Linked DNA regions of Drosophila melanogaster: regions 2, 3 and 4 are each linked to region 1. The links are chromatin contacts, called in public Hi-C maps. All regions are on one chromosome and are shown on one strand. The core of a region is the stretch at or near the end of the contact, and the rest is flanking DNA. Distances in the headings are between cores, read along the strand shown. Region 1 holds the start of CG11357. Region 2 holds the start of CG46456. Region 3 overlaps shep (alan shepard). Region 4 holds the start of AlaRS-m (Alanyl-tRNA synthetase, mitochondrial).

Region 1 (6,976 bases), core at 1,377-3,876:
GTCGTAGTATCCAGGACATACTTCACATTTCTTTAAAAATTCAGCATAGGGATTCGGTCCAGTAGAAACAAAAAACATTCGTACGCGCCTCAAAATATCCGACGAATGCTCTTCAATTTCATTGAAGTCCCACTTTGGATGGTGCTTACTTATGCACAGTATTATCTGATATAGAATGGATTCCGTGGGAAAATAATATTTTAGCATTTGGCACATTTCCTCCCTCACAGTTTCCACAAATGTTTGCGTTAGCGCCATTATAAGCTTAAAAGTGTCGACTTCCAAATGCTCTGACATTCTACTTATCAAAATGTCGAAGCTCTCTGAGCTTGCAATATGTTTCTTGAGTTGGGTTCCGTATTCTCGCAGGTTTATTTCCTGCCCCTTGACTTTAATAGATAAATCTATTTCTATTTCTGGAAGATCACTTGGAGTATTTTCTGGTTTTTCAGCCTCCACAACCTTTTTTGATTTCTTGATCTTGCTATCAATGGGCTGAAATATTTTATCCAGCTTCGGTATTGAGGGCACTCCATTGCAACAACGAATGAGATTCACATTTCCCTCAATTTTAAATGATTCCCTAGCAATCTTATCCCACGCCGATCTAGAAATATTTTTATTTAGATTTGCGAGCAATATGAATCCTTTGATACCTACCGTTGCTGATTAACAAAAATGCTGGGATCATTATTATTATTATTCATCAGCGATTCAAGGCGTGAATTGTACAGATTATTCGTAAATAATACTAAGGAATCGGATAGACCAGCCACATCACCAGATTGTGTAGAACTATGAGGATTCTACATGAAAGACAAACAATTTAAACAAATTCGAATGTATGTTAATGAAATATGAAGTTTATACCAAAATCGACGAAAGCATCTTTTCACTGGCGCAGAAGTCGAAAACCTCTTCAGGATAAACCAGAAATGGAACTGAATGTATGATGATTTTTCTAAGTTTATTAGTCACACTGGATGCTTTTTTCAACGATTCGGGTGTTATTGGTATATCTTTCTTATTTGGGTGCCATATCTGAGTGGTAGTATACGTTTTTAGCTCAACGCGACCATCGGTTTGCTTGTAAACTCCAAGATACGGGGTGACCATTAGACCTGCGGCAAACCCCGTATGGGTCACAAATCGGTTCCAGGAATCAGACATTGAGTACTGTGACACATATGACATGCAACAGTCAATGTTGCTGGAATGTCCAGTTTCATCTTGTACAAATAAAAAAATATAATACATTTCTCGATTTACTTATAACTATCGAGCTTACCCACGCATCGTCGGCATCGAAACACCGGATACAGGCGCCAGGATCTACTTTCTTCGGCCAGCTTGGGATCATATACATTATTGACAACCATCACAAAAAATAAAGACGTGAGTGACTGCCCTTTGGAGTATTTTCCTGATATGAGAAAGTAGATAACATAATGACGCTTATTTGGAATATATTATTAATTTTACTATAACTATAACTCACTATAACTCCAGATCGCATGAAACATGTTAGAATCGAAATTCAGCAGAGACAGCTTTGCCTTCAATATGTTTTCTTGACCCGACGATATTCTGCAAACCTTGAGCTTTATAATTTGCAATTTTTTCGGATGAATCCTACTTACAGATCCCAGGTTATATCGTTGCCATGGCCCAGGATGTCGGCAAACTTTTGCTGCACTTCTCTGACTGTGGGAACTAAGTTTCCGTCCCCTTTTGGAGCACTCATTTTTGCAAACTTTTATTCCTGCTTATTTCTAGAACTTCTTCTGTTGCACGTAGAAGATGGAAGTTGCAACAAAAGGCGGCTATCGATAGTCAGTGCTGACGAACTGTCACTATCTAAGTAATATGATGTATTTACCAGTCATATTAGGGATATTTGTAATTTAAATAAACATTAAATAAAACACTTATCAAAATGTATATCTCTTAATGTTTATGATCACCCCAATATTGTTTACATTCGACTGTTTGTAAATAATTAGGTTTCATAAAAGGCATTATTACTCAACGAATTAAATATTATTCTAATTTTTGTTATTAAGTAATTAAGTAATTACAAAATTTAGTTGGCTGATAACGATATTAGTGCAATTTAAAAAGTTAAAATCTTAATGTTAAGTTAAAATAGGTTTCCTATCGGTTGAATCAATTATCATTGCGTTTCTTCGTAATTTACAACTTACGAATGGCGACTGAGCCGATGCACTTTAATCGATAGCAATTTTGGCAGATGGATCTTGAAAATCTAGGCAAGCTAGATGAGAAAGCGATAGAAATGGTCACCCCAAATTTTAAACGCGTGTCGATGCTTGAGTTCCATCCCTATCTCCCGCTTTCAGTTAACATTCCAGTGGTGTATATAAAATCTTATGCCTGGGGTTTTTGAAATTTATACTTAAATAATATATATTAATACTGAACATGTTAATATTTTTAAATGTGTTTTGATACAAATATTGTTAAAAACTAGATTTCTTTAACTCTGAATATTCAAAAAGTTTTATGAAGCCAACTCCCCTTAACAGCCCTTCTTTACAACTAACAACAACGCCTCTGTTAAATATAACAGTGAATTTCGCCGCTTTAACAGCAACTGAGAGCGGCTAACAGTGCGAGAGAAATTCGAACGGGGCAGCAACAAAAAAGAAGAAAAAGACTGGTAATAACGCTACGCTTCTCAGTTACTCAGTTCCGAACGGGCAAAAAACAATTTAGCGCCCTCTGAAACGCTCTGTGTTTTATTTTCCACTTAAAATATTAAAAAAGTGCATAAAAATTGCACACGTCGCTGATAACTCGCTCGGTATACTTATTCTCTAAAATACTGTCTTTCAAATCAGTTGGAAAATATGACATGATAATAAGTGAACAATAGCCGCGCCGAGAATTTTTCGACGAGTGACGGCGGTTATTCCGTTTTTTATTCAGTTTTTCTTAAAAAACCCAAGCGCATAAACAATTAAAGTCGGACAACACCATCGTTAAATGAATTAAAAGTGAATAAAAGCGCTGTCAACGCCTTTTTGGGCAGCGAAAAAAGGAAAGAGAAATCCAGGCCCAGCATCCTTCAGCCTGCTTCTTCTTCTTCCTCTTCATCTCCTTTTGCATTTCTTTTCGCCGCGTCTGTATAGGTGTTCGTGTTGGTGTGGTTGTGTGCAAGCTTGAAAATTGTGTTAAGTTAAGTAAATTTATTCCAGCTGCCAACAACAAATTGATGCCAAAAATCTATACAAATTAAGTGCTGCGTGCGCGTGTGTGTTGAATTAGCACTCCCAATTGGTGTCTCTTTCGCTCTAACTCTGTTTTTGAACTGTTACCCAAAGCGATGGGTGTGTGTAAGTGTGCGTGAGTGCTTCACATGGAAATTAATTAAAAACGCACATTTGTTGCCATTTCCCTCGCTCTCCCGCAAGGATTCGACTGACTGGCTAATGAGGAAGCAGCCAGGCGAACAACCAGCAGGTGACTATTAATACATAAAAAAAAGCATAAAATGTATGAAATTAATTATGCGAGTGCTTGGATACTATCTCTCCAGATTTCGAGGGGTTTTGTCTTTTACTTTTGCTTATCAGCATCCATTGAACAGTATCCTATTGTTGTCATTGTTGCTGCGGGGAGGGACACTTGCTCTCTCGCTCACTCTCTTTCATGTGTGGGTAGCGTTTTTTTTTTTTGTTTTTTATATACGCATCTATCTCTTCTTTCGCTCTTTTCTTCGCCTTTAAGAGGCGTTGTTGTTGTGTGCTCTTCTTTTGTGCTTTTTTCCAACATGAATTTTCTTCGCTTTTTGTTAGCACGTCGCTGTCGCTGAGGACTGACCTTGAACAAGTTCAGGCACAGTGGCACGCATGCCTGTTTGTTGTCCTCCGTTTTGGCTCGTCTGCTCCTTTTCGCCTTTTTCAACTCGTTGTCCTTGGCCTGTCCCACTGTGCCGCCTCGCTCCGTCTCCCTCTTCCTATCTTTCTGTGCGCCTCGCTCCCGTCTGAATGTTTGCCCAAGACTGCGAGAGTGTTTACCTCATCACTTAGGTACAGTGGAAATCTCACTAGTTCCGATACACCGCTTATCAATAAAAAATAACCCATTTCTATATCAATTTTTCCTGATATCAATCAAGTCATATGTATTCAACTTATTACATATTCAATAGATTTGTTATCTGAAGAAGAAGTCGCTAAGAAGACCGTGTTCGAGTCCCACTAAGATAGCACCATATCTCTAAGGGCGATATTTTGGATCTAAATCGATTTTTGTGTGATTTTCGCTAATAGACATTTAACACGTGTACTTTAAATTAATGTTTAATTTATTGAGCACTATGGCTTATAAGGAATTACAATCATTCCGTTCAGTTTAAAGTTCATTGTTTGCATTGGCGCTTCAAATTTTCAATCACATGCTCGTTGGCGAAGCTCTGATTTTTAATTGCGCCAGCTTCCGCGAGAAGCTCTCGCTCTCTCTTTTTCCCACATTCATCTCCCCTCGATCGGCCGTCTCTGTCGAATGGGCTTTAACGCTTTTTTCAGTGGCGCAAAATAACGTTGTATACGCTTTGCTTGACTGTTTGTTTGCCTATCAGCTGCTGTCACCGCTTTTCACCCGTTTGCGCCTTCTGGCCCACTGATAACCGGCGGTGCGAGGCGTTAGACGTCGGCGGTGTTACTTTTATTGGTCCGTACAGTGACCCCGAGATTCTCCGCCGACGTAACGTCACGTCAACGTTTTCAGCTTTTTGCTTTCTCTTTTACTCCCCCTTGCCGCGCCGAAATTTTCGACACGTACGAACTGCTATTCATTATTAATACCCGAATTTCGAGCGATTTGCGATCCTAAACAGTACGTTTATGAAATAACATCCTTATGTCTCACAACTTAATCTTTCAACTGTTTTCTACTTCCTTTTGGGTTTCTCCACTCGACTTATTCATGCTTTTCTAAGATATGCGAAAAGTAATCTGCATGTAGCAAGTTTCACAGAATTTTGTGTATAAGCACACCAATCTTAATAATTTTAAGAAAATTGTATTTTGGTCTTTATCAATGTGCTAGTATCAGCTAGAATATAATACTCTAATACTCGAACATAATAATTCATTCCGTTTCATCATGTGATCCCCTCATGTGAGACTTTCAAATTCAATGCTTCAAATAAATATAATGTTTATCAGATAATTGTTTTTTTTTTTTGAAACCAGCGGAACATCGAGAGAATAACACTTATTTCCATTGTGAATTTGTTTAGATAAGGCATACCAAAATACTTTAAAAGTTTATGTTCGTATAATGCAAATTGTTCTTTTATTTTAAACAAATACATACACGTGCCTCTCTTCTCACACACGCATTTGCTGATGTGGATACATTCTATAAATATTGCAAGTATTTGGAATTTCTTGATTGCGCGCGTAAATGGATAGAAACCAGACATCCACGAAATTTGTGCACTGCAGGAGAACTTTAATTTATTACTGGATTTCTTACTTACTGGATCATCGTGTGATTTCTTTAATTTACATGCGAGCGATTCCGAGCGTTGCAAGAACAGCAAAAAATGGCCATGATCATGTTTGTCTAGTTCGTTTTAATTTTTATCAGCAAAAAATTTAATTGAGTGCAAATCGCGAGCCGAACCGAGCAAGTTTCCAGAAATGTGAACTTCCCAAACACCAAGAAAACTGAGTCACCACACAAACATTTCGATTGTCTGCTTCAGCGAGCCCATCAAGGCGTCGTCCAGTTGCTTTTCCCTTGCTAAATGTTCTTTATTTTGCCTATTGAAATACAAATATGTGCAGTGTGTTCACTATCGAGTCCCAATGTACAAATGTCCCGTGTACCAAAGAAACGCTGAGAGTGCGTGCAGAAAACACGTTTTGTTCGGGGCTCCGAAACCGGACTTTGCCCTGTGAAAAGGTAAACAAAAGGCGCTTAATTAAATTTTCATACGCAGCCGAGGAATATGTATTCATAAGTTATTTAGCGTGCGAGAGAACGGGAGCGACCAACCCTGCAGAGGAAGTCCATAAAGTAGGCAGGACCTCGGCTTGGGCGTGGTTCCTCTAGTTTTGCATTTTTATTCCCCTCCACTGCAGCACAAGCTATTTTAATTGCCAATTTGCGGGGTCGCCGGTTTGTCACTCAGCCCGTCGTGTCCTTCAATCGAGCTGAATGTATTTGTCGTCGCCACACAGCCACCCCCCGCCCACTTTATATGATCCCCTCCATCGGGGGTTATGAGTAATGCCCTGCACTTTATGTGCAAAACAGGAAACTTCGCCATCCGTGTCCTGAATAACGAATACATGCAACTATGTACTTTCTACAACCGCAAGCTGCACTGGATGAGTTAATTATGGGCTTGAGCATATACACTGCGAGAAATGGGCCCGAGGCCTCGCATCTCGAATGCTTAAAGTTTATTTTTTCGACATTGTAAGCTTATCTCGGTGAAACTAACTTTGCCCTTGGGTGTAGTACAATCAAAGGAAACTGCGTCTTACTATAAAGAAAATAAAATCGTTTGTTTTTAATTTTGAAATGTATGATTCGACTATAAATTTTTAGTAAATATGTTTATGATAATTTATGATGACTTCTTTCAGTCTTCAAGTCAACTTTGTTTGATGAGGCAGTGATTAATATGAAATCGAGGTTTGGATTACTTGGATCAATTTCTGTGAGTGGAGGCCAACGCCCAAGCCGCAGACCACAGGAATTGGGCAAGATAGAGCTCGTAAATCCCGAGAAGGCGGCGGATAATGCCTCGGAGGTTCGGGCAGATTGCATCCGCATCCGTTGGCTGCGATGCCTGACGTTGCGATTGCGATTACAATTGCAATCCAAAGTGGCATCCACACCCGCACTAAGTTGCATTCGCCTAAATATCTGTCTGGCATCGTTATTCAACATTGCCCCGCAATTTGTTAGCCCACGTGAATGTGCGTGCTGTACG
Region 2 (6,976 bases), core at 1,906-4,405, 810 kb after region 1:
GCGCATTTTACACTTGTCCATGCAAACTGCTAACTGACAGGCAAGCGTTTCCGCTTGGCTACAGTTTTACAATTGAAATTGACATTTAATTGAGCCGCATTGCAGTGCGCAATTGAAAATGGTTTTCCCATGAAAATTGTGGGGCACTCAGCTTCCTCTCTTGCGTTGTCTCACCCAATGCTTTCTAGTGCATTTCACTTTCTTTGCTCGGCAAATTGATAAGAGTCTCATTTTGGGGTCAATCAACAACAAAAATTCTTGGCGACATGTTCTCAATTGAAATGAATTGAAATGGCGACATTTTAGAGCTCGAGCATAAATCAAGCATACATATATTCACATTTCTAGAGCGCAAATCGAATGGCGGGGATAACCTTGATTAGTCTTTATCTCTTTTGGTTTTCCCAAGCCATTTTATTGACAATTGTCGGTCAATATCAAAGCTAAAAGTGATCTGTACAAAAGGGTGGATTTTCTACAGTCTCTAGATAGCCTGTTTAAACATTCCCTTTATTCATACTGGTTCATTGCTCTGTGCCTTCCTGTTCTTCTTCTTGGATCGTCTGCATTCCTTGTAGCTTATATACAGTAGACATTCTATAACTTTAACTGCTCTAAGCTAAATCATATTTGAGCTAATTAGTTAATCGTTCTTAAAGATGTCACCTATATAATTTATATTGAAATCAATTTCATTGAAAACTATATTTTCGAACAGTAATCTATTGAGGTCAGTTAGAGGTAGGGAGTCTCTACTGTACGCTCAGGCAGTAAGGACAAGAACCTCAAGGATTTTGACCTCATTTGTCTGGCGCTGTGGGAACACGAGAATGTGAGCAGGAGATGCCGCCGGGCCGCCTGGCCACTTCTCGGAAAGACCTGCCCCCCTCTTGCTTAATAGTTTTTATTGCCTTTATTTGTTTGCTCAGACCGAAGAGACTTCGAAGAACATTCATTGAAATGAGCCGCGCATGCGCAGCGGAACAGGGGCAAAAAAAAAAACTTGTTGCTAGGCGGCAAAATTACCCCTTTGTTCCACGACGATCGTTTTTTCTTTTTTTGAGGTAACTTGAGAAGTTTTGTCTTGGTTTTCTTATATAGTATTTTTTGTGGAGCTTGTATTCTAGGCCATTGGCTTTTGAGGTTGAACTCTTACTTTTGTTCAAGCAAACAGAATCGTACTCGTTGGCAAGGTTCTCATTTCGTAGAGGTTTACTTTTCAATGAACTTTTTCTTAAACTTTGCTTGTTGGCCAAACCGAACTGCTCAGGTGTATAGCTTGAACTAAACCGCCACCGATTTTGATATGTTTGGAATCCTCATATGCCGTGCAAAAAAAAAAGCGTTATCTACTGGAGATAATGGTGATGTTTCAGCGGAAAAGACACTAAAACGGTCGGATAATCTACGTAAATACGTCAAGTACGATGTATTTTTGGATGCCCTATGTCTTAATTGTTATATGACATGTTTATTTGGCAAACCTACGCTTGAAGTTCAGTGAGTATCTCGCGTGGAGCTCTGTTTACTGGGTCCTCACCCATGTCAACCGCCTGCCCGACACTCATGTGATCTGTTACGATTCAGATACAGATATCTGAAATATATGTGGAAGTTGTTATTTAACGGCTGCCTCAACTTCGGGGTAAAGTCTAGCCGATAACCGATAGCGGCAGAGTCATTCACGGAACTTAATCAGTGCTTCCGAAGAGGCGACAAGAGCTAAAAATAAGCGGCACCATTGGTATTTCCCCTCTGAACTTTGATAAGAGTATGCGGAAAATAAAAATATCACAAAAAAATTCGCATATGTAGAAATTAAACTTTTAGTGAAAAACTGTTGAGTGCCGAAAGCAGCTCACACAAATAGCACATTTTAGTTTGGAAAAGAAGAAAATATATTTTTAACAAATATACATCGAAATATATTTATACACGCTTTGATGGTTCACTCTATCTATTTTTAAAATCTATGATCTATTTTAAAGAATGTCAAAGAAATCCAGAAGCGTAAAGATCAAACTATGAGTTCTTTGAACTCAGAATAAATTGGTTTACATTTGAAAATATGACAAGATCCACTTCTTTTAAATGGAAAACCCATTTCACTCAAAGGACAGTCACCCCTATTGCGACTCGTCGTCTTTCGAACCCCGATCCCCAGATAATCCTTATACATATGTCTATCTATCGCAGACAATGATGGGAAAAAACGTCCCCAGACAATCGGAATATGTTGACCCTATTTTTGTCGGTAAACAGATATTGCGACGCGTTCCTGATTTTTGCGATGGCATTTCGAGGTCAATAAATGATACAATGGAAGTGTTTTCACTAACAGTTAACACTTAACACTCGAGTTCAGCACTCTTCTACCGATTCGGTTTCGGAATGAGATCGAGATTGAGAGCGAAGACAACTTACCGGAAAATTGAAATGGCTCGTGACTCAGGCAAATTCCGCGCCGACAAATAAGAGAAATTCGCAGGGGGTGTGGGGGGTGTCTGGGTTCGAGATGACACTATTCGTTGGATCGCTGCTAAATTCAGCCACTGCGAACACGATTTTAACACGATTTTGCTATATAGTCACACAACGCTCACGTGTTAATTATCCATGAAGGGCTACATTGAAAAGGCGCAGGTTTAGGTGTGTATAACTTTTCCCGGATTACACTCTCAATGCGATTGGTTTGATTGGCGGCGAATGGGAACCAAACACACACACACACACACACACGGCTATTTCGATGCAAAAACTTGTGTCACATCAGATTATCGAAATGTTTGATATGGTTATTGTTGCTATGCGGCGTATTGGAAATATCAACGGCTAGTAACTAATTATACAGCGTGGTCGAGTATATGTAATGTGCTGCTTGAGTGTGTTTTTTATTGGGGAGTTTGTTAGAACGCGAGAACGTGGCGTTTATATATGAAATAAAATTTCTTTTTTGTAATTTAGTTGAGCGTCGGGCAATACTCTCAATTTCTTGCACGCGTTACGTATATATTTTTAGCGTCGGCAATTGCACATCCAAATGAAATTGAACAGATAACAACGAACTGAAAACTCGAGTTCAACACGCAAACACAGATCACAGAGAATTAAAGCGATTTTCCTTCCGTTTCGACTATGCGCAGCGGACAGACTGATATTGTGGGCCTGGGGCCGAAGAGTTTTACGATCGCTCGGTTCGGTCTGTCCGCCGAAAGTGCGAGAGCAACCACTCAACTACACTCGACAACAAAACAGTCATTTATTTTGAATATGGTGTTGAATTTAATATATAGTCTATATGAAATGCTATGTGAATCTTGTTTATTTTATACAGAAATATATACTAAATTAAAATGAACCTGCTATCTGATATTCAAGTTTCTAAAAAAGTCCTAATAAAACCGATAGCTTCATGATTGATCATGATTACTATTTCCTTGTAGCTTGGTGTTTCGGTTATTTGTTTCCACTCAATTGGCTGCCAGTGGAGTGAGTAACTTTACCTTGCTCTCGGTGATTTTTCACTCCGATCTTTTTCTTTCACCTGGCAACGCAATTCTCTTTTTCACTTGGCAGATTGGTTTAATGTGAATATATGTAAATTGAACAGTTATTCGTGACGTCTTACTGCGATACCGCTGTCCGCTGAGTGGAGCTCCGCCCCCCAATTCGCAACTAGCTGCAGCTAAATGGGCAAACAAAACGTGCGGCGATAAGAGCAAACTGATAAAGCGGAAATGCTTTCAGCCAGATTCATTTGGGTAGCCTAAAATCTAAGCTGCGACAGGCGTAGAAATTCGCACAAAGGTAAATAAATAATGGATAAAAGTACAGTTTGCTTTCCTTATCGCAGGCTTACCTGCCCAAACAATCGCATCCCCTGCAGGTGGGATGAGTAATCCGGTATCGAAATAACACCTGAACGGACGGCATTTAAGCGAAACGAACATCAAAAAAAGAAGAAAGGACTATTAAATTATGACATTCTTATTTATCGTTCGACTTAAAGCTTTCACATTCTTGGGTTTATTTTAATTTTAAATTATCAGCAACCCAGATTTTTAAATTCCTTACGATTGACTTTTTTCATTTTGCCTTAGAACCTTTTTTGGCGCTGTGCTTTGTTTGCGTTGTGTCAAGCGATTGGCATCTGGTTCCATAGTGTAGCGGTTATCACGTCTGCTTTACACGCAGAAGGTCTCCGGTTCGATCCCGGATGGAACCAGGAGGAAGTAACTTTTTTTTATTTTTATTTTTTTAAACGCTTACTAAGTGGAGTTTTAGCAAACAAAAGTATATAATATGTTATATATAATTCTTTCGTGTTCATAGTATACACAAAAATCAGTTGTTTTTACTTAAGTATTATTTAGTATTTTGTGGGAATAAAAAACTTGAATTTATGTTTTCTGTCGTAATAAAAATTAATAAACATATAATGAATTTAAAAAAATATATACTTTTGTCAACGTGGTTCCATCCGGGATCGAACCGGAGACCTTCTGCGTGTAAAGCAGACGTGATAACCGCTACACTATGGAACCTGTTATGAGTAGGTCGGCCAAATTTCAGTTTTCTTCAGCAAGCCCGGAAAATTTAAAGCATGCTTTCAAGCTGCTAAAAAATAAAAAGAAATTACGCATAATTCCTTGAAGTAAGAATATAAAATAATTACGTGTGAGTATCATATTTTTATTTAAAAGCCAAGAGCACACAATAGTTATATATTTGTGCCTAATCGGGTAAAATCTTGTTACTACTTAGTTGTAAGTATTATAAAATAAATATAAGTTAGAAAGTAAAATTACAAACACAGTAGTAAATATATTGCACCGTTGTTCAACCTAAAAAGTATGTCCTAAGCAATAAATCAACAAAAACTAAGGTCTAACAAAAAGGAAATTCGCTGAGCAAATGAATCTGAGGCTGTAGAAAATCAAGATTAGCAGGAGCAGAAACCAAAATTGGACGCGCAGACCGCCGAGGACATGCAGCTGGACTAGCAGTCGATTGTCCTTCCAACACTAGCTTCAATATCGCCTGGCAGTCGTCGGTCTGGGCACACCCGAGGTTCGCGGCCTGGCGGATTTGGAGCGCATTGGATTGGACACGCCATCGGTGTTGTAGCTGAGATAGACATGTGAGAGATCGAGGAAATCTGGCTCCTTGCCACTCGTCTTGTGCGCCGAGATGTGTTTCCTCATATTGTTACCCGTGTAGGCCACACACTTCAGCTGCCACTCGCCGATGTCCTCGTTCCAGTGCGTATACTGATTAATCATCGATTGGTACTCCTTGGGCACATAGGAATTTAATACCAGCTCACATAAGGCCAATTCCCTGGATAGGCTCCTGATATTCTCGTATATGCCCTCCTTTTCGCGCTGGTGCTCCTGCTGCTGATCCGCCAGCTCCGATTTCACGCCCATCAGCATCTGCATCACCCGGTGTATCTTCTTGGTAATGCCAGTGCTGGCATCTTGAAGCGTGGAGTAACGCTCCTCAATGTCAATCCTTTCGGTGGCCTTTTGCTGTAGAGTTTGCTTCAGCGCCTCCTCGGACTTTTCATGTTGTTCCAGCTCCGCAATGGATTGCTCTAGCAGCAGCTCTTGCGTCTGGGCTTTCTCCAGCAGATTCTCGCCGCCAACGAGAATTTTACCTTCCAATGAGACTAGTTTATTGCGAAGTGTTTCCTGCTCCGTCTTAGCATGCTCGATTTCCTTCTGATGCTCGTTTTTGCGCTTGGCCAGTTCCTCCTTTTCGGCATCGGTTTTCTCGCGCTTCTTCTTGGGTTTTTTCTCCACAGCCTGGATCGTTGATGATTCCAATTCGATCTCCAGTGGTGCCTCCAGTTCGTCATCTGCTGTATCCTCCTCCTCTTCGGAGCTCGGTGGCTCCTCCTCCAAGCTGTCGCCCTCCTCCAATTGCTTGCGAAGTCGGGCAATCTCCTCCTGAAAGTGACGAAGCAAAGCATCCTTGGGTTCCTCATTGATGTGCATGCGATTTTGGATATTCTTAGCACGACTAGCATAGCGAAGTGTGGATATAGTTTCCATATAATTGCTATCCGCTGGACTAATGGTGGCACACATGACGGTCTTGGAGTTACCACCGAGGGAGTCCTGCAGAAGTCGAGTTAACTTGGAGTTCCGATACGGTATGTGGGTGCTTTTTCCATCCACCAAAGCACTGATCACATTTCCCAGCACCGATAGCGAAAGATTAATCTTGGTGGCCTCTTTAAGTCTCTGTCCACTGGCCTGGGTCTTCGACTGCCTTTCGGAGCCGGCGAGATCCACCAGCTGTAGTTTACCCATCCTTACGTGCTGGACATCACCTTCGCCCAGCTCACTTCTCTCCACAGTAATGGAGAAAATGGCATGGGAGCGGGAGCTCTCCTGGTTCATTTTGGTGGCTCCCACGGCACGATTTTTGTTACCCAAACGCATGATGTTCTCCAGATCATCGGCGTTGTGCACCACATAGCCACTGAGATCCTTAACAAAGACACCGATGTCCGGTCGCTCCTTGACCTCCAGGCTCTTGCCCACATCCTTGCCCAGTAGATCCCGCACCTCTTCGTTATAGATCTCCATGTAGCTGACGCGCACCAGGAACTTCTGATTCTCCTTGGCCTTAGCAATGTGACCAAAGATGTGCGCAAATGCATTCGGAATGATGCCCTTTGTTTGCGGCGAATCCGGATTCCCCGACATGGTATACGTCTTGCCGGTGCCCGTTTGTCCGTAGGCCAAGATGGTGCCATTATAGCCCTCCAGCACCTTGTCCACAATCGGACGAGCGGTGTCCACATAGAGATCCATTTGATTGGAGCCACCATCGAATACATTGTCGAAGTAGTACGTTTTCGGCGGTTCATTGGCGGTGGCATTCGGTTTCATCACCGTAATGGCCCGGTTGATCTTATCCACCGAAATCGCACTTAGCGCTCCCGCGGACAACTCATTTTTGTCCA
Region 3 (6,976 bases), core at 2,766-5,265, 650 kb after region 1:
AAAATGGAAAAGAAAAACGAAAAATTATATTTTAATTTTGAAATGTTCGAACAAACAAACAGACATTGAACCTTATGCTGAATTTCGACAGTGTGTGTGGGGGCGCTTTATATTTCTTTCTTCTCTTTTGTTATTAATTTGAGTATGTGTCTAATTTAATATTATTCTGCCAGGGGGCATTTGATTTTATTTACTTTTTGCTGTCGGCTTCTTTTGCTGCTTCTTCGGCTTCTTCCTTTTCTTCTGCTTCTTTACTCTTTTCTAGGCGCACGCACACTGGCACGCCGGCAAAAACACACACGAACACACACTGGTGTGTTTACAAACTTTTGCGACGTTTTCAAGTGCGACGTCGGCAGCGACTTTGGCTTTAACTATTTCGTTCTCCGCTTCCTCTCGCTGTTCGTTGGACTTTTTTGCCAACGCTTTAATAACTTTCTATTGCTATTTTTATATCTTTTTAAAGCACACGCACACAATAACACACGTAAGTGCCGCTCTCTTTCTGGTTATAATTTAACAATTTTCCTATAATTTATATTTTTTCTTGTTTCGTTTTGTTAGTCAGCTTTAAGCTTACGCACACACACAATCACTTGGCGACACAAACGAAAAACGAACGATGCAAAAGAGACGGTAACTACAGTTATAGTTGTTGTTGTTGCGAGAGCAGCTGATCTCAAAACGACGGGAGGAAGTAAGTGGGAGGAGAGAGTAGTGCCTCTTTTTTACTGGAGAAATGGACAAACTCTGGGAACTGCGAACTGCGAACTAACCGAGGCAAAAATTGAGAAGCGAGCTGAAAGCGGAATTCAAACAACGCAGCGCTGACGGCGACGCCGGCAGAAGCAGCGCCGCACAAGGCATGCGCACAGAGAGTAAGAAAGAGCGCGGCTAATGAATGAATGAACGAGGCGGAATGCGGGAAGAGCGCAGAGAGGCGCAATGACAAAATAGTTGTAGAAAAGCGCCGGCAAGCGGAACTCCACACTCTTTCTCACTCTCTCTTTCCACCCACACCCCTAGTTCACCGGAAAAAGAAAATTCGTTTGCGGCGGGGGTGTATTTTTCACCAAAAAGAGAGTGTGTGCAAAACGCTAGAGAGAGAGAGAGAGAGAGAAAGAACTGACGTCAGTTCTGCCTCCGTCGACGCCGCTGCCGGCGTCGCAAAGCGCCACCACCCAAAAAAACGCGAGAAGAAGCAGAACAAACACACACAAAAATTCGCACAGTGGAGCAGAAATCAAGCTTGTGGCAAATATATTACTTCATTCATCATTCGACGGGCGCGTTTGGCTCTCTCACTTGTTTTGCCAATTTTGGTGATCACCATTTTAGCATATTTTTTCTCATTTAATAAGTTTGCAAAAAAACCTAGGTACAGTGAAATGGTTATAATTAATAAAGGTATTTACATTGATCCCTTTTTTTACATAACATTTATTAAGAAAGTAACAAAAAATACATCCAAACTTTATAAAATGCATCTTTAACAACACAAAACCATATATACATACATATGTACATATGTATGGCCCACTTTACTGATCATTCACTGTGCATATAAGTAGTTTTTAACAAGTGGTTTTCTTTTGCTTTTTGGCACCGTGAGAAAAAAATTCAGAACTGCGGCTGTCTGGCATCCACTGTCTTCTATTAGCCCGGACCCGAATTTTTCACCACCCCCAACTCAAAAGTCACCAGCTGATGAGCTGGTCATCAATTTCTGTCTCTCTCTCATTTTTTGGCGGCTTTTGGGCCGAATTTTGTTTGTTTGCTCGTAAAAATAAATCATCGACCGTGGAGGAAACACGAGCGATGAGTGAAAAACTATTAAATTGGCACCATCGCACCACGAAAAACATAAAAAAAATTATTATCATGACCACCTGTCTGCCTTGAATCACTCATTTTCCACAATTTATTATAGAGCTACAACTTTAGAGTGGTTCGAAAAGACAAATAAAAATGGTAAAAATGAGTGTCGAGTTGAAGGAATCCCCTTGTTCGCCTTAAACTTTTGGCTAACCCACTTTTTATAATAATGAAAAATTTAACATTGTTTTGAACTCACGAAGTTTTAGACAAAAACCTGTTTATAGATGGGATGTTCGTTCATACTGGAATTGCCCATAACTCACCGCAAATGAATCTTTGACTTTTTGAGAATGCTTCTACTGATTGATTGACAATTACTTAATTGATAAATTGGAAAAGAATACAGGGGAGGAATTCCCATGGAGGTAATTGCATTTGACCGGATCTGTTGTGTTCTAGGAAAGCTGTAAATGTCATATGCTTACATATTTACATATGAATAAAATTAATGAAAGATTTCTAAGTTTGGTTTTAAATTCAATACAATAGTTTCCAAATTTCATAAAGCATTACCCAATTCACCTCCATCCATGAATCATCAATGTAATATTTCTTCTTTTCATTCAAATTTATGATCTGAACGTCTAACAAAGCATCAAATCAGGCAAAAAGTATTCGATAAAGATATGCAAAAGACGACAATGAGACAAAAGAAACGAGTTACAGAAAGCAATTTCAATGGAGAATAGCAATTTTATGGCTTACATTTTATTCGCGTTAAGAAGGGGGAGTGCGAATATCAGCTGATAAAAAGCAAAATGCGTTGGCAAAAAAGAAAATCGTGTATGTGGGTTAAGAAGAATGGATGAGAGGCTGAGGGATTCATGGAAGATGAGGGAACAACCGTGATAATAGCAAAACAAACGAAACAGAGAGAGAAACAATATTATAGAGCGAGAGGGCGATAGCCGTGGGGAATTTTCAATTGAAAACGAACGCGTATAAATGCGCCCATATGGAAAAGGCACCCACACACTCATCCGTGTGTGTGTGTGTGTTGAGGAAAATTGCGACTTTGCCTGCCTTTTTATCGGCTTGCGGCATCTCCCCTCCTACTCTTCCGCCCCTCCTGCATTTTCATGCTGGTTGCTCAAAGTCTCGCAGTCGACGTCAACGTCAACGTACATAGAAGCAGCGGGGTGTGAATGCGGCAAAAAAATACACTCATATGGGATAGGTACGCACAGCTGCGGGCACATTAGTAGAATATCAGATTACATGACACGAGTGTCAAACATAGGAGGCAATCAACGTGAATTATGCAAGGAATGTAACTTATGAAAAACCATTATTATTCGAGTTACAGCTGTTAATATCAAATACATTTTCAGTAATACTCTTTGTTTAGAGTACTAATGTGATGACCGCAATTGTTAATATTAAATACATTATCAACGGCGTCGCGATTACAGTAATAGCAGCGACGCCGGCAGAAGCATCCTCCCTCTATATCTATCTCCCTCTAGCCAGTGACGCAGGCAGCATCTTCTGTGCTGCTGCTTCTTCTTCTTCTTCTAGTTCTAATAGCATTTACTGTTTGTTCAACTGTTATGCGAGTTGGACTCCAAGTTATATTTTTTCTGCCTTTTTTTGTTGTTATTGGACTGTTGCTCTCGTGCGTTTCTAGTTTTCCATGGGTCCAACTTTTACTGCCATCCTTTACCTCCCATTCTCCGCTTCCCATCACCGATTCCCCTTGCCATTTACATTGACATTGCTATTCTCTTATTTTATCGCATCATGTTTGATTATACACTGTAATAAATTAATGGTTCAAGCAAAATTATTATATGTGCGTATACATTTTCAGAACAAAACGTTAGTTGTGTGATTTCTAAGCAATTGTTAATTTATTTATACTCTTTTAGCCAATGAATCTATTCTTCTCAGTGTATTTCTATAGGGTGCATTTACTTCTTCTGGCTCGTTTCATTCCATTTTCATTAACATTCGTTTGCAGGTCGTCAAGAAATTAAATGCTCATTATTTGGCCTTTTTCCCAACCATTCTTATTGTTTCCTCCTCGCATTTATGGTTTATTCATCATGCACGTTCGTTTTTCTTATCAGTCCAACTACTTTTGGGCTCTCTCTTACTGACTCCCTTTCCTCTTTCACTATCTTCTCGCCATCGACGTAGACATCTGCGCTGGCATCGACGTTGGCCACGGCAGAGACGTCAGCAGCATCAACGAGCCACCACTTTGCGGCACTTTTGTCGCTGACTGACCGATTGACGATTGACCATCCAAAACGGACTAAACACTAAGCCCCAAACAGTCCACACCCACTCAAATCACCACCCCTCGTTCCACAGAAAACACAACACGCACTAAAACACGCAAATAGCGGTGGTAAAAATAATGGTACATTCATATAAATACATATGTATGTATGTAACAACTATAAACAAGTTACAATTACTGGCCATAATATAGCTAAATTAGTCGCCTTTTGGCATGTGAAAACAATATGTTGATTAAAAAGGATCGCCAATGCAAATGCCTCTTTGAGTATGTTTCAAGATAAATACCCGCACCACGAATAATGGAATTAGTGATATATGGGTATATCACATAAACATATGGTGAAATATGTATATGAACTATTACCGATATCTTAGCATATATTGGGTTCTTTTGATATGCATAGGGGAACATTATGACAGCAGATAATGTTTTCAGTGGAACTGATCTCAAAGCGATTAGTATTTATCCTAGCTTGAGAAAATATTTTTACTTTTTTAATTTAGTTTTAGTGGCTAGCACTATTAACGTGACCTCCGCTGTGTTGGGCAAACATTTTTATTGCATGTCGCCTATCAATCGCTGGCAATTGTTGTTGTCAACGTCGCAGCAGCAGCGCAAAAATAATCGCAGCAGGAAATAAATAGAAATGTGTATCGAAATAAATAAGTAAACATGTGCGAAAAAAAATTGGAGTTCGGAATGGGGCATCAAGGATGGGAAAAGAGAGACTGTGTGTAGGCTGGTGGAAGTGCACGATAAAAGCTTTAACGTTAATGACCAAGCTCGTATTTGCGAAGCCATATTTATCAGCACACACTCTTCTTTTTCCCCATCAATTGGGGATTCTCTACATTCACTGTGGGGCAGATGGAACAAATATGAATCAAATATTCTTTGATATTGTAAGTAAAACATGTGCCGGAAATTCCACATAATTTATAATTTATTATACATTAAAGGTCGTTAATACAATTGGCTCGTTTTCCAAATAAGCAAATTCTGAATTTCGAACAATTTTTTGATCAATTTATTTTTGAATCAATTCGTATGGGTTTTGGAAAATGTTTTTCAACCGGGGGTCCTATTTCAAAAAGGGAGAGATTTTTCACGCCTCAAAAACTTAGTCACTTTTGATTAAAAGACGTCATTGTTATTACCAATCGTCAAAAAATAAACATTTTCTTTTGTGCCAAGGAAAATCGGTTAATTTCAAGTTACTAAGTAAATATGTATGAGCAACAGGTAAGTTTTTGGTGGGCGTCTCTTATCGATTATGGATTTCTGTTTGTGTTCGGTTTATTTTTAGGAAATATGTGATAAGAGCGAACTTTAGATAAACATGCCGAGGGTAAACAGATTTACCGCCATTAATGGGAAATTACGGAGCAAATTGTAGGCGTTGACAATGAGAAGATAAAATACGAAAAAGGGGTTGGCGGAATCATGAAATAAAGTTGATTTTAGCCTTGACTTCAGTTCAGCTGACTTTGTGAACTTTGAATTTGCCAGGACAATCCTGCGGTAATACTTGGCCATTAAGCAGGCAATCCGAAGGGCTTTTCCAGCTGGCTTTTCACAAAAGCCCCTGCCCTTCTACACCAACCCCTCACATCTCTCACAAAAGCACTAAGCCACCTTAAGACGGAGCCGAGCAGGAATGTATCCATCATAATCTCATTATCCCGACTCTAGGCGAACATTTTCCAGCGCAAAAAAATGGAAAGAAACTCTTGGCAAGTCACGGCAAAATATGCAAAGCAGAAAATTCGGCATAGCTGAAATGAGAACATTGGCGTACTCCTCAGTTTTAAAGCAAGCCATCCATCCACAAATTCCATTTCATAATCCCTCTTAGAATCTCCTTGGTACCACGCCCACAAATGTCAGAGGGGGCTGGTGCGTGGGTAAGTGTGTGTGTGTGTCAGTGATGTTCAAGTGCAAAATGTGAATAAAATACCTGAATTGCTAAGAAATAAGCGGAATTGCATTAAGTGCATCCGCTGCAGTGGGGTAAACCCCCCACAAAAAGGGGGCTAAAAGCCACTGAAATGTGAGGAAATCCGAGGATTTAAGCTGCTTGGTGTGGCCAGCAATTTCAAGGATATGCAGGAGATGGAAATTAGTTTAGTTATGCAGCGATGGCAGAGGATTTGCACTGCAAGGTTAGAATAACGAACAAGAAAGCAGTGCTTAGTCTTTTCTAGAAATCAATGAATTTGAGAAACACGTATAAAAACAGCTGTCTAAAATAATATTATTTTTAGACCTTTAAGTGCACTTTGCTCCGACTTTTGACTAAATTCACCACGTTTACGAGGTCATTGTTTCTCGCAGCTCCTCGTGTGCTTGTGACATCCTGTTGGATGCGTGTGTGTGTGTGTGTGTGCGTTTTGTGTCTCTGTATGCGTGTTGTCCATTTTAATGACAAACATAACCATGAAAACATGAGCATTAATGGACAGCCATCCATAATGGACATTAACTGCTGGGCGGAGTGTCGGTGGGGGCCAACAATTGGTTGACATTTGAAGTCATGTCTCGGACTAAATTAGACAGTCGATCCCCGAAAACCCCACACTTACTGCACAACCCCCCCCCCCCCCCTCTCCACAATAGATTGTATGTAATCGGTAATATATAATATCAATGTATGAGCGCAATTGGTCAACTGAGCCGAGGATTTGTCCGAGTCTCGAGCTGTGGGCATGCATAAAATTGATATCTTAATGGCTGGAATGGGTGTTCCAACCAAAGCATTCAATGGTCAGGTTAATTTGGTGCGTGCCCAACCCACCGTTAAGGGAGTTATCTTTTGGGGGAATGGGTCGCCAACTGCACATGAATCCTAAT
Region 4 (6,976 bases), core at 1,658-4,157, 600 kb after region 1:
TGCTCCAGGATGGCGCCCTCGTCATTCCCAGCTCGACGCACATCATCAACTATGTGGAGAGCAAATTTCGCGGTGGTAATTCCCAGTTAGCTACCCGCCCATAGTAACTTGACTTATCAACTTCATCATTTAGATCGATCGCTGAAGCCAGCGCACAACTCCAAGGAATTCGATCAAATGCTGATCTTCGAGCAGGCAATGGCCCGCCTTCCAGTGGGAACACTCAGCCTGGGCTCCTTCATACACGACGATCTGAAGCTGGTGCCCAAGGCGCCCTTCATCGGACCCGTGCGCCAGTCCTGCCTGAGTAAGTTACTCGCACCTGTGAACTCAACAACATAACTCAACAGTCAACACTCGTACGCCCCGCAGAAAACAATGAAAAGGTGCTGGATCTGCTGCGCCACTCGGTGGACGAACAGGCGACCAAAAAAGCAGCGCTGCAGCACAAGCTGGACATACAGTTGCGCCGCCACGAGCTGGCCTCGTCCCGCGAGGAATTCCAGAAGGTTCTGGATGCCGTGCGGCACTTTCTGCTCTATGTGGAGCAGGAGCTAACCGCCCAGGCGCCACGCGTTGAGTGGCTGACCGGCGACGAACTGAGCGTGGCGGATATCTCGCTGGGATTGCTGCTGCATCGACTGTATCAGCTGGGATTCGAGAATCAGTTCTGGACCTTCGGAAAGCTGCCGCAGGTGGAGGCATACTTCTTGCGCTTCCGGCAGCGCGAGTCCTTCCACCGCCTGCAGCCGAGCAACTTTGCCATACTGCGCGAAATGTGGACCCGAACGCCGGGCAACTATAAGCTAGGAGCGGGCGCCGGCTTCCTGGGTATGGCCATGTTCGCCGCCTTCGCGCACAAGTGAGCGGAGCAGCGGGACAGCAGACTTTGTTAACAAATCCTTTTACTGTTAAAGTTGGGCACATATAAACACACGAACATAAGAACGCTTAAAGCTACGCACTGCTGATGAAGGATGCTTGGGGTGTCATGGTAAGAATCCGGCGGTGGAGGAGGATGAGGAGAAGAGCGCGCGATCCAGTGCCAGCCTCGGCTGCTTGCTTAGTAATATCATCATCGTTTCATATCATCGTTGCTGAATATACAAAAATTTGGTATAAATTCCAATCCGTCACCTAACTATCAATTCCTTCTATGCTTGATGGCTGCTCTCCCCTCTGTTGACTTGACCAGGGTTCAGCTCTCAGCTCTCCAGCGTCTGCTGCTCGCGATCCCTTTCCCGTTTCTGCTGATCGGACATCAGCAAATTGGCGGCTGCACTGGCCGCCTTGGGGCTGGTGAACAGCGGCATTCCCATAAACGTGGGTATCTGCTGATCCCTTGGCACTCCCGTCGTTGCCGCCTTGCCATTGAGGTTGGTCCTCGAACTGTTGGATCCCGAGCTCGTGGTGGCCGCACCCGTGGATAAATGCGAGGGTCGCTTGAAGGGGAAGGTGGGTATCTCTCGCTGATAGCTGAAGCTTCCGTTGCCAGGCGCCTCAGGCAGCAGACCGGGCGTGGGATACCAGAAGCGATAGGTGAAGTACCAGGTGAGTATGGCAATAATGCCGCTGATCACCTTCTCGATCATGCGGTGATAGTACAGCATGGTGCCCACCAACATGATGTCCCACAGCAGCTGCAGGGCCGCCATGCCGATGAATAGGGTGCGAATGATCGGCGTCAGGCGTTTGTACAAGAACTGCAGGCTGCGCATTTGCTCCTCGTTCAGCGTTCTCAGCGGATTCGTGCCCGAGTTCTCGGCTGTGCTGCGATTGTGTCGCTCGTTGCGGATGTGCTCCTTGATGGTCTCCCAGCGGATGATGGGACGCGCCTCCTCGATCAGCACCAGGCTGGAGTGGATCAGGATGAAGGCGTGTCCGGATATATCAAAGCCCTTCCACAGATGACCAGCCTTCAAACAGCTCGATTTGGTCGCATAACCTGGAAGCGCACACGCGATAGTTATTATTAAATTCATTACACGATGCTTGTATACCCACCCTTTGTGGTGCAGCGTCCGTAGGAGTTCTCCACGACGTTAAACAGCTTGGTCCAGAAGAACCAGAAGAAGGTGGCTATGACGATGCGCGGGAAATGGTGTCGCAGCATCCGTTTGTGGTCGCCACACGTAATCGTATAGGCCGAGAGCACCAGGAAGGGCACCACGAAGAGCAGCGTCCAGCCCCAGCCGATCTTCACGAAGTACTGGTTGAACAGGTTGTCCGATCGGGCGAAGTACGTCTTGGGGAAGGGCACAAAGTCCCCGATTACGGAGATCACAAACAGACTGCCCAGATACAAGGCTACTTTGAGGTCCGTATTGAAGAATATGGTCTTCTTGCACAAATGGATGACGCCCATGACCAGGATCTCGCGGATGCTAGTGGGTGCGGCCGTGGGCCTCGTTCCGCGCGCTTCCGACCTGGTGATGTCAGGTCCTCCGGGCCTGAAATTCATGTTGGAACCGGAGGAGGAGGGACTTCCCGCAGTACCGCCCAAATTTGGACGCAGCGGACGTCGCTTGGTGGCCATAGCTGGAGCTGTTGCTCGGGTCCAAAGTGTGTCACTTGAAAACTGCGTTGTTTGCTGCCGTTTTTGGTAATGCTGCGAGTGAAAAGCGAAAGTGAAAGCGAAGGAATCGTGCGTGTCAAAGTTCAACGGTTGCCAGACGCACTTACCTGTGACCAAACAGTGCCAGCGCATTCAAATCAGATCAACTGGTCAATTTGTTTGCTTTTTCGCCGGGCTTAGAGCACCCACTGCGTTGTTCTCAGTTGTAATTTTTCAATTCTTATTTTGGCCCAAATGTACGTGTTGCGCCTGTAAAAAATAGAACAGCTGCAGCTGGTGAGCACGCTTCACTGTGACTGGCAACTCTGATTGGAATTTTTATAAAGAGCGGGTTTCGTGGCGAATGGCAAGCCATGTGATCAGCTGTTCGGGCCTGAGATTTATCTCGAGCATTTTTAATTGCCGGTGCGGTTTTAATTGAACTGCGGCATGTACAACTCGGCCAAGCAGCTGCAGCGCGTGCTGACAGCGCGCGAGATTCGTAAAACCTTTTTGGATCATTTCACCGTCAATCATGGCCACAAGTTCGTTCGCTCCAGCCCGGTGGTGCCCTTTTGCGATCCCACTGTGGCTTTCGTTAACGCGGGCATGAATCAGGTGAGGTAACAGGCCCATTAAAAGCTATTGTTCGCTTGTTTATACGATGGCCTTCGCTGTAGTTCAAGTCGGTGTTCCTGGGCACAGCAGCGGCGCCACACAAGCGGGTTGTCAACTCCCAGAAGTGCGTCCGCGTTGGGGGAAAGCACAATGATCTCTCCGTGGTGGGCACGGATGGCTATCATCACACGTTCTTTGAGATGCTGGGCAACTGGTCCTTTGGGGATTACTTCAAGGTGGGTGCGTTCAGCTTACCCTCTATCACTTCTTTCTCACGAGACCTTTGGGTTTTCAGCGGGAGGCGTGTGCAATGGCCCTGGAGCTGCTCCGTGGTCCCTACAACATTGATCCAGGTCGTCTATACGTCACATACTTTGCTGGCGACAAGGTGCTGGGCATTCCAGCCGATCTGGAGTGTTTCGAGATCTGGAGGAGCCTGGGGTAAAGCTTGTTACATAACGAGAAGTTGGTTTCTTAAGTACTCGTGCTTTGCAGCTTTCCCGCCTCGCGAATACTGCCCTTTGGCTGCGCCGACAATTTTTGGGAAATGGGCGCTACAGGGCCGTGTGGTCCCTGCACCGAAATCCACATAGATCATCGCCCGGATTTGGGCAGCGTGGAGCAGCGAGCCAAGTTGGTGAACGCAGGTCGTTCCGATCTCACAGAGCTTTGGAATCTTGTCTTTATACAGTACAATCGGTGAGGATTTGCCTTCAAGTGGATTGTGTTCCTAGCCTAAGGTTCTTTATGCATTGATAGTCATGCCGATGGCAGCATCTCTCAATTGCCCGCTCATCATGTGGACACCGGCATGGGTTTTGAGCGGCTAACGGCTGTGCTTCAGAATAAGTCTTCTAACTATGATACGGACTTGTTCACGCCGATATTTGATGGCATCCAGCAGGCGGCCAAGACTCCGGTTTACAGTGGCAGCTTTCCGGATGGTGGAAATGCAGCAGTACTCGACACCAGCTATAGGATACTAGCCGATCATGCACGCATGGTGACCGCCTGTTTGGCCGACGGCATGCTTCCAGATCAAAAGTAAGCTTGTACTCATGCCCTGCAAATTTCGCATATAATCCAATATCTATTTCAGTCAGAAATTGCGTCGCGTGCTGCGCAAAGCTCTCAACATTTCGGAGCATGTGTTTGCCCACGACAAATTGCTGACCCAGCTAGTTCCTATTGTGGTGGAGACACTTGGTGAAGCCTATCCAGAGATGGCGGCTAAGCAGCAGGCTGTTATCGACTTGATCTGCCACGAGCAGGAGGTCTACAAGAATCTAAGAGAGAGTTCTTCCAAAGCGTTTGCAGAGGTGCTTATGGAGTTTCCCAATCTGGATGACATCGATCTGATGGAGTGCCCGGGATTCGTGCCCGCCTATCGAGAGTTGCAGATGCAGCGCTGCAAGTTTTCCAATAACACAATACCAGGGGACTTCCTTTACAAGCTGACCGATACCTACGGCCTGACCGAGGAGAGTTTCCTCAAGCTGGCTGAATTGGAGAACATGAACTGTGATTTGGAGCGCTACAGGGCGGAGGTCAGTCTGGCGAAGCTCAAAGCCAAGGGCAACCAAAGGGAGACTGCTGGAGGATCACTCTGCGATCTGGCCACGGAGCAGCGTATTGCTGAAGCTCAGGCGATGCTAACGAAGCGTCTGACACCCACCGACAACAGTCACAAGTACACCTACTCCTTCGACAAGGAGAGTGATTCATACCAAATACCCCCACTAAAGACTCGAGTCCTCGGAATGCTCCTCAACGATGCGGAAGTGTCACGAACCCAAGGCAGTCGCATACAGCAACCCTTCACCGACCTTATTTCCATTGTGACCGCTGGCAGCAATTTCTACTATGAATCCGGAGGTCAACAATCGGATGGCGGAAAGATCCTTGTGAGCAATCACCAACAGCCAGACCATCCTCATTCACTAGACGTAATCGGTGTAAAGCATCTCAACGATTGCGTAGTTCACATCTGCAAGTTATCCAGTCCCACCGACGCCTTTCAGCTGGCCATTGGGGATGAGGTGGAGCTGCAGGTGGATGCGCAGCAGAGACAGCTCAACACGTGCCATCACACAGGTGAGATGAATATGTTAGAGTTACTAGAACCGATTACAATCAATCCCTATAATTCTAGCCACGCATCTACTAAACGCCGCCATCCGATCGCTTTTCAAGAAGGTCACCTACCAGGTCTCCAGTTCTGTGAGCAGCGATCAGTGCAAGCTGGAGCTGGGACTCCTGGGCAAGCGCATTCAAAAGACCGATGTACAGCTCATCGAGGATCTGATCAAGTGGGTCGTCCTGATATTAGAAATTTTTATGAATTTAACTTACAATCCTTTGCAATAGTCGCGTTATCTGCTCTGCTGCGCCGGTTGAAGTTCAATTGCTGAGTGCAGCTGAAGTTCTGGAGCAGAATGACATCACAATGGTGCCCGGCGAGGTTTATCCTGAGCAGGGATTGCGTCTAGTCAACGTGGAGAGTCCTGAACTGCAGCTGAGCTCCAAGGAACTGTGCTGCGGAACGCATGCAACCAACACCAGTGAGCTTTCGTGCTTCTGCATCGTGAATCTCAAGCAAACCAATCGTGCGAGATTCGCATTTACCGCCGTTGCTGGCCAGGCGGCGGAAAATGTGAGTGGACTTATATATCGCCTTAGACTAGTCATTTAATCTTCTTACTCTGTTCCAAATAGGTGCTGAAAACGGCTGCCCTGCTGCGACACCGCGTTGATCTCCTCGAGAAGCAGTTCCAAACTGACAAACTCACAAACGCTACGGAGGCGGAACTGCAGACGATTCGGCACAACATGTTGCACACGGACATTAAACTGCCATACGCTTTTAAGATGGACACGCTGGAACGCATCACCGAGATGCTGAAGAGAATAAAAGATTCATCGCGCACAACCTTAAAGTAAGTTTAACTTATTAAAGTAATGTGCTCCATTTCTAAACTCTACATTTTCAGAGAATTTGTGGACGTAGAGATGCGCACGCTGCTGCAGGAGAAGCCGTTGGACACACACCCCTTCATTCTGCACTACATCACCAGTTCCGCGCTCGTGGAGGAGATTCCTTTGCAACGAGCCACCAAGCTGTGCCCGGATCGGCCCATCCTCGTAATCAGCGTGTGTGATAGCGTGGTCAAGGCTCGCTGTTGTGTACCAGAAAAGTGTATCACGGAGAAATTCAACGCTTCCGCCTGGCTGCAATCCTTTGCCGACACCTTTAATGGACAAATAGCCGCGCCCAAGGGCCAAAATCCGCAGGCCGTGTGCAACATGAAGGGTCGACGGGTGAGCAATCTGTTCGAGGAACAGTTGGAGCAGGCAATGTCCAAGGCACATGCATACGCTAAGCTTTATCTATAGGTATAAGTTGTGATTACCCTCCAAAATGTGCTAGCTGTAAGCTTGCCCTTTGAATAATTGCTCATGTGAGGAGCGAGTAAATGGCGAAGTTTTAAGGAATTTCAGAATCTTTAATCACTAATCACTACCAGGTCATCCTCCTCCTCATCTTCTGCGTTATCCTCTTGATCCTGGGGCACCAAGCTGGAGTTCATCAACTCTTCAAAGACATCCGCATTATCGGAACTTTGATTGAAGAAGTAACTTATGTTATCCAAGGGCTTCACTGGCGTTGGAATCTTTTCGCTGATGCGATGCTGCATCTTGAATCGCTCCACTGGCGTCCTGGCCAGCTTCTGCAGATCTCCCTTGACCAGCAGATCAAAACTGTCCTCCAAGGAGAATCGCTTACTCTGCGGTAGTTGATCCACT

The links. A called contact is a pair of places that touch in the nucleus more often than the background predicts.
Region 2: a Hi-C map of the S2 cell line shows a contact between it and region 1, with 1.9 times the contacts expected there. A contact is called at or near these places in 2 of 107 Hi-C or Micro-C datasets (the Kc167 cell line and the S2 cell line) and 1 of 7 datasets of targeted methods (the Kc167 cell line).
Region 3: a Hi-C map of the Kc167 cell line shows a contact between it and region 1, with 4 times the contacts expected there. A contact is called at or near these places in 4 of 107 Hi-C or Micro-C datasets (the Kc167 cell line, the S2 cell line and embryo) and 1 of 7 datasets of targeted methods (the Kc167 cell line).
Region 4: a Hi-C map of the Kc167 cell line shows a contact between it and region 1, with 2.7 times the contacts expected there. A contact is called at or near these places in 2 of 107 Hi-C or Micro-C datasets (the Kc167 cell line and the S2 cell line) and 1 of 7 datasets of targeted methods (the Kc167 cell line).

Annotation. Positions count from the first base shown.
Region 1 is chr3L:4,539,425-4,546,400 of dm6, forward strand. It overlaps CG11357, which reads left to right and starts at 2,627. Exons shown (of 4, transcript NM_001259697.2): 1 at 2,627-2,680; 2 at 3,219-3,483. CG32243 reads right to left here and starts at 1,820. Exons shown (of 6, transcript NM_168094.3): 1 at 1,641-1,820; 2 at 1,499-1,587; 3 at 1,289-1,423; 4 at 871-1,229; 5 at 661-806; 6 at 1-607. The coding sequence starts at 1,744.
Region 2 is chr3L:5,352,191-5,359,166 of dm6, forward strand. CG46456 reads right to left here and starts at 3,156. Exons shown (of 5, transcript NM_001382162.1): 1 at 2,425-3,156. lama (lamina ancestor) reads right to left here and starts at 3,733. Exons shown (of 5, transcript NM_168116.2): 1 at 3,504-3,733. tRNA:Val-TAC-1-1 (transfer RNA:Valine-TAC 1-1) reads left to right here and starts at 4,153; the gene lies at 4,153-4,225. Klp64D (Kinesin-like protein at 64D) reads right to left here. Exons shown (of 1, transcript NM_079210.3): 1 at 4,674-6,976. The coding sequence ends at 5,031. It also overlaps tRNA:Val-TAC-1-2.
Region 3 is chr3L:5,184,021-5,190,996 of dm6, forward strand. The region is part of intron 4 of shep (alan shepard); the gene reads right to left. Among named protein-coding and RNA genes, the nearest start is that of Srp54k, 35 kb to the left of the region's middle.
Region 4 is chr3L:5,143,191-5,150,166 of dm6, forward strand. It overlaps AlaRS-m (Alanyl-tRNA synthetase, mitochondrial), which reads left to right and starts at 2,908. Exons shown (of 10, transcript NM_079208.3): 1 at 2,908-3,172; 2 at 3,235-3,408; 3 at 3,468-3,613; 4 at 3,668-3,871; 5 at 3,932-4,216; 6 at 4,272-5,266; 7 at 5,325-5,481; 8 at 5,540-5,825; 9 at 5,888-6,108; 10 at 6,163-6,662. The coding sequence starts at 3,005. The coding sequence ends at 6,565. It overlaps Fitm (Fat storage inducing transmembrane protein), which reads right to left and starts at 2,873. Exons shown (of 2, transcript NM_168110.3): 1 at 2,005-2,873; 2 at 892-1,945. The coding sequence starts at 2,707. The coding sequence ends at 1,206. Gdap1 (Gdap1,) reads left to right here. Exons shown (of 4, transcript NM_139688.4): 2 at 1-75; 3 at 134-307; 4 at 373-1,127. The coding sequence ends at 866. Gen (XPG-like endonuclease) reads right to left here. Exons shown (of 5, transcript NM_139686.3): 5 at 6,659-6,976. The coding sequence ends at 6,676.